2 separate regions of the Danio rerio genome follow, and region 1 is linked to region 2. Evidence: chromatin contacts called from public Micro-C data. All regions are on one chromosome and are shown on one strand. Each heading gives the region's core, a stretch centred on a gene start, on an enhancer-like site or on the middle of the called end of the contact. The rest is flanking DNA. Distances are from core to core; before and after follow the strand shown. Region 1 has its middle 55 kb from the start of mymx. Region 2 has its middle 20 kb from the start of fbxo11a.

The links. A called contact is a pair of places that touch in the nucleus more often than the background predicts.
Region 1: a Micro-C map of caudal fin shows a contact between it and region 2, with 5 times the contacts expected there. The contact joins two enhancer-like sites. A contact is called at or near these places in 3 of 18 Hi-C or Micro-C datasets (caudal fin, embryo and an unstated tissue).

What each region holds. Positions count from the first base shown.
Region 1 is chr13:52,285,751-52,289,031 of GRCz12tu, forward strand. No RefSeq gene overlaps it. Among named protein-coding and RNA genes, the nearest start is that of mymx, 55 kb to the right of the region's middle. Within about 2 kb of position 1,796, at least 18 of the 62 cell types and tissues checked have an H3K27ac peak or open chromatin away from gene starts, as enhancers often do.
Region 2 is chr13:52,159,147-52,162,214 of GRCz12tu, forward strand. No RefSeq gene overlaps it. Among named protein-coding and RNA genes, the nearest start is that of fbxo11a, 20 kb to the left of the region's middle. Within about 2 kb of position 1,420, at least 3 of the 62 cell types and tissues checked have an H3K27ac peak or open chromatin away from gene starts, as enhancers often do.

The DNA.
Region 1 (3,281 bases), core at 546-3,045, 130 kb after region 2:
TACACTTACGCATCTTTAATTTCAACTGCACTTTTTATCACATAATCATTCATTCATTTTCTTTTTGGCTTAGTCCCTTTATCAATCTGGGGTCGCCACTTATCCAGCATATGTTTTAGGTAGCGGATGCCCTTCCAGCCGCAACTCATCACTGGAAAAATCACATAATCTATCCCTGTGAATTTTTTTTTTATCAGGTTAATTAGGCAGGTCATTGGACAAGAGTGGATTGTTCTGTTTCCCACAGTCAAAACCGGTTCCTGGAGGGCTGCAGCCCTGCACAGTTTAGTTCCAACCCTGCCTCAACACACTTAAGCTGCGGTCACACTGGGCTTTTCCTCCCATAGACTTCAATTCATATGAACACAAATGCGTCAGACCGGAAACGTAGGGTCATGCGTCAAGTTTCGCAGGTTGATGTGGTGCAAAGTTCAAGCTTGGTGAAATCGCATCACTTGACTGCTTGAAACCAATCGTGGACCAAAACATGAAATCTCCGGGCAGAAATTAAAAACATGGAGCAATCGCTCGCTTTTTTAATGCCTAATAATCTTGTTTAATCCCGCCCCTTTTCACAGCGCCGTACGACAGAATTTCGCACACACAAACTCTAGTGTGACAGCAGCTTCACCTGTAGGTTTAATTTTTAAATTAATATTTTCTATAGGTAGCTTTAAAAATTTTTATTTGTACATCTAATTTAACAAAATAACTTACAATAACATTCCAAAAACTAGCACACCCTCATTTATATGTTAGGGGAAAATATCAAGATTTTCAAAAAAATTTTTGAGAAATAAATAAATATATAAATAACGGTCCAAAAACTAGCACACCCTCATTTATATGTTAGGGGAAAATTTCAAGATTTTCAAACAATTTAGAGAAATAAATAAATTTATATTTATAATTTTGCAATATTTCGCATAGATTTAAATGTATTTTTTCCATTTCTAACGATGTTTGGTCGATGTTAATTATTAATATCTGTTTAATTAATTACAATTTATATTTGTGCATAGACATTATAGATAAGTCAGTACTGAAGCCAAATCTGGAGCTTATCGAACAAAATAACCCACGATAACGGTCCAAAATTAGTAGCCCAAATTTATATGTTTGGAGAAAATATTAAGATTTTCAAAATCATTCATATATAAATATATATATATATATATATATATATATATATATATATATATATATATATATATATATATATATATGAAAAATAAATAAATTTATATAAAAATTTATTTATTTAGTTTTTGCAATATTTTGCATAGATTAAATGTTTTTTTTTCTGAAGACGTTCAGTGACTAAATACTATAATAATAATTTATATCTTGCATAAATCAGTTTTTACACCTAAGCTCACTGAGAAATGGATAATAATATTCTCTTTCGGAATGGGGTGCATTCATTTATCTTGAGCTTTCTTTATATTTACGTTAAAAAATAAAAACATTTAGCTTAAAAATATATTATTTGTTATGGTGTAATTTATTTAATATTATTGTGTTATGATTAGCCTAAATAATATTTTAAAATAAACAAATGAACCTCATAATAAATGCTTAATTGACATCAAAGACAAAACACGAGAATGTGAATATATTTTATCTTCGACATGCAAATGCGCTTGTATTATCCTGTAATGAGAGCATCTCCAGCTCTGGTGTTTGCAGTCAGCAGGAGTGAAGCGAGCAGCTGATGGTGTGATTGACAGCTCCAGCTGGTGTCAGCTGTCCAATAATCTGCCAGAGCTCAGCGTCAAGTGGGCTGGAGCTGCGCTGTGATTGGCTGCTGTCGTTAAACGTGTGTCAGCTGCTGATCTGGAGGACAATGCAGGACTGTACTGCTGTAATGCTGGACGAACAGCTGATGCAGACCTCAGAAACACCTCATCATCATCATCATCATCATCACGTCACACGCTGCCTCAAATATGGAAATTAATAATAGGAGTGTCATTATAATTATAGCTACAATACTGATCAAACTTTCAGGAGAACAGAAGACAGACAGACCTGTTCATGTTATATTAAACTGCAATATTATTTCACATCCTTTACTGTATTTTTGAGCATTAAGTGCAGATTGGTGAGACACAAGAGACTAAACAAGTATATGTATGCAGAGATTACATTTCCCAAAAACAAAATGCATTTACATGTCTTAAAAGGTTATTCATACAGTGTGAAAAATTGCCTTAAGCACACACACACACACACACACACACACACACACACACACACACACACACAAACACACACACACACATACAGGCTATAGGCTATACATTTTTTAATCCAATTAAACTTAAGTAGGGGCTACACGGTGGCGCAGTGGTAGAATGTTCGCCTCACAGCAAGAAGGTCGCTGGGTCAGTTGGCGTTTTTAGTTTTTGTTTGAGTTTGCATGTGGGTTTCCTGGTGCTCCAGTTTTCCCCACAAGTCCGAAGACATGGTACCAGGTGAATTGGGTAAGCTAAATTGGCCGTAGTGTGTCTGTGAATGAGTGTGTGTGAATGTTTCCCAGTGCTGGGTTGCCGAAGGGCATCCGCTGCGTAAAACATATGCTGGATAAGTTGGCGGTTCATTCTGCTGTGGTGAACCCAGATTAATAAGGGACTAGGCTGAAAAGAAATTGAATGAATGAATAAACTTGAGTAATTTTAACTTACAAAGTGACTTAAAACAGCTCAATTTAGAAACATGATAACTTATGATTAACATAAAAGCATGTGTTGTCATGCCATATTAATCATATTTTTTAGTGCATGATACATTATTATTTAACAATTTATTATTTTGCTATTATTACATTTTAATATTTGTCATATTTTTAAATTATTGCTACATTTAATTTGATGTTTTTAACGACTGCAGGACTGTATATCTACTGTAACCTACATTATATTTTGCGATTAAAATGCTTTAAATAAACAATTTGCTTTAATAAAAAGACATTTTGATGATGTGATATGATTCTTAATGTCTTTTTGGGGGGAACAGGGCAAGTGAGCACATGCTGAAATTAAAGACCAGCTTAAAGAAATCCACATATGACTCAATGTGTGTGATGATAAGAGACGCTTGATCTCTCTCACACACTCACTCACTCAAGAGGTCACAGCACACAGTTGTCCGCTTGTTCGCCATAAAGCTCGTCCAACTGCTGACAGAATGACTGTAAATAACAACTGCAGAAGCAGCAGATGAGGGTTACACTTACAACAATACCTGTGTGGCAGAAAACGCAGTCGATTATATTTGTG
Region 2 (3,068 bases), core at 170-2,669:
ATTTTAATGTTGCTTTAACTTATTTTAATGTTGCTTTACCTTGTTTTAGTGTTGCTTTAATTTATATTAATGTTACTTTAACTTATATTAATATTGCTTTAACTTATTTTAATGTTGCTTTAACTTATATTAATATTGCTTTAACTTATTTTAATGTTGCTTTAACTTATTTTAATGTTGCTTTAACTTATATTAATGTTGCTTTAACTTATTTTAATGTTGCTTTAACTTATTTTAATGTTGCTTTAACTTATATTAATGTTGCTTTACCTTTTTTTAGTGTTGCTTTAACTTATATTAATGTTGCTTTAACTTATTTTAATGTTGCTTTAATTTATATTAATGCTACTTTAACTTATATTAATATTGCTTTAACTTATTTTAATGTTGCTTTAACTTATTTTAATGTTGCTTTAATTTATATTAATGTTACTTTAACTTATATTAATGTTGCTTTAACTTATTTTAACTTTGCTTTAACTTATTTTAATGTTGCTTTAACTTATTTTAATGTTGCTTTAACTTATTTTAATGTTGCTTTAACTTATTTTAATGTTGCTTTAACTTATTTTAACTTTGCTTTAATTTATATTAATGTTACTTTAGCTTATTTTAATGTTGCTTTAACTTATATTAATGTTGCTTTAACTTATTTTAACTTTGCTTTAATTTATATTAATGTTGCTTTAATTTATATTAATGTTACTTTAACTTATATTAATGTTGCTTTAACTTATTTTAAGTTTGCTTTAATTTATATTAATGTTACTTTAACTTATATTAATATTGTTTTAACTTATTTTAATGTTGCTTTAACTTATTTTAACTTTGCTTTAATTTATATTAATGTTACTTTAACATATATTAATATTGCTTTAACTTATTTTAATGTTGCTTTAACTTATTTTAACTTTGCTTTAATTTATATTAATGTTACTTTAACTTATATTAATGTTGCTTTAACTTATTTTAACTTTGCTTTAACTTATTTTAATGTTGCTTTAACTTATATTAATGTTGCTTTAACTTAGGATTTAACTACATTTTTAAGTTATACAAAGTTTATCTTAGTATTTTCAGTCAGTTTGATTGGTGTAAGTTCAGATTTATTACAGTAAACAGTGGTTTATTGTAGTATAACATACCCTATAGATGTCAAAAACTACAGTGTTGGGTCATTTGTTTATAGTCATTGTGTTATAGCAAATATAAACTTACCACAACAGATTAATTCAAGTACTTTACTATAGTATGCTTCAAAACACTATTGACTTTCAGATGTTGAGGTGGGATAAAGCCATGTTTGGGATAACAACAGTAGATTAAGTGGAGTAAAATCACGGCTGAAGTCTATATCTGTGTCAGCGCCGGTTTAGTCTGACATGTGATTTTACATGATGCGGTTGTCATGGCAGTGGCCTAGATCACACTACGACAACAGAGCGGAGATGATGGAGGAATAACACGATGAAGAGCAAAGAGAGCAAAACACTACAGGCACATTATTATCTCACTGGGTTTGACTTGGATCATCTTTATTGTCCACAAGTGGAAATTTATCTTTGGCTTCATCACAAAATTACATCAACATTACATTCATTCATTTTTTTTCGGCTTAGTTCTTTTACTAATCACAGCGGAATGAACCCCCAACTTATCCAGCATATGTTTTACACTGTGGATGCCTTTCCAGCTGCAACCCATCACTGGGAAACAACCTGATTCACACACTCACTCATACACTATGGCCAATTTTAGCTTACCCAATTCACCTACAGCCCATGTGTTTTTACTGAGGGGGAAACTCACGCCAACACAGAGAGAACATGCAAACTCCAAACAGAAATGCCCACTTTTTATCAGTTATTAAACATTCTTTTAACATTAGCATTATCAGGCCCATGTGCATTTTAAACTGCAAGTTTTATATATTATAGTTTTATAAATAATGAAGGCGACACGGTGGAACCAGCAAGGTCACTGGTTTGAGCCTCGGCTGGATCAGTTGGCGCTTCTGTGTGGAGTTTGCATGTTCTCATTGCGTTCGTGTGGGTACAGGTGAAGACATGCGGTACAGGTGAATTGAGTAAGCCCAGTTGTCCATAGTGTGAGTGTGTATGGATGTTGCCCAGAGATGGGTTGCAGCTGGAAGGTCATCCTAAAAACATGTGCTGGATAAGTTGGCGGTTCATTCCGCTGTGGCAACCCCAGATTAGTTAAGAGACTAAGATAAAAAGAAAATGAATGAATGAATGAATGAACGAATAATGAAAATTTTGAATAAACACTGTAAACATGCAGGGTCCCACACAATTTATTCATGTTGTCCAAGCACAAATTAATTAGGTTAACTTAACACTTTTAACAAATTTATTTGAATTGAACATAAAAAAAACGAAGTTGTCCCAATGAAATCTCAAGAATTGTGTTGCTTCAGTTCATTTTAATTAAGTAGTTTGAACGATTTAAAAATATACTATTTTAAGTGAATAAAAGATTTTTATAATACAAATGTATTATCATCTATCATTACATTTCTTTTTTAAAATCTCTTAAAACCTGTTTTAAATTAAAAACTGAAGCCTACAGGTAAATAACAAACTGGCCAGAACATTCAACTTTCCGCAGCCAGAATTTCAAACCGAACCCCCTCTGGCTACGGGCCTGACTATTTAATTTAAGAAATTTTATGAAGAGAGGATTAATTAATAATATATTTTAATAGCACTTATTTATATATATATATATATATATATATATATATATATATATATATATATATATATATATATATATATATATATATATATATATATATATGTGTGTGTGTGTGTGTGTGTGTGTGTATATATTTATATATATATATATATAGTTGAAGTCAGAATTTTTAGCCCCCCTGAATTATTAGAAAAATTAAAAACTCCTTTTATTCTTGCCGAAATAAAACAAATAAGACTTTCCCCAGAAGAAAAAACATTATCAGACATACTGTGAAAATTTCCCTGCTCATCAATTCCCCTATAGAATGTGTTTGGACTGTGGGGGAAAACGGAGCACCCGGAGGAAAC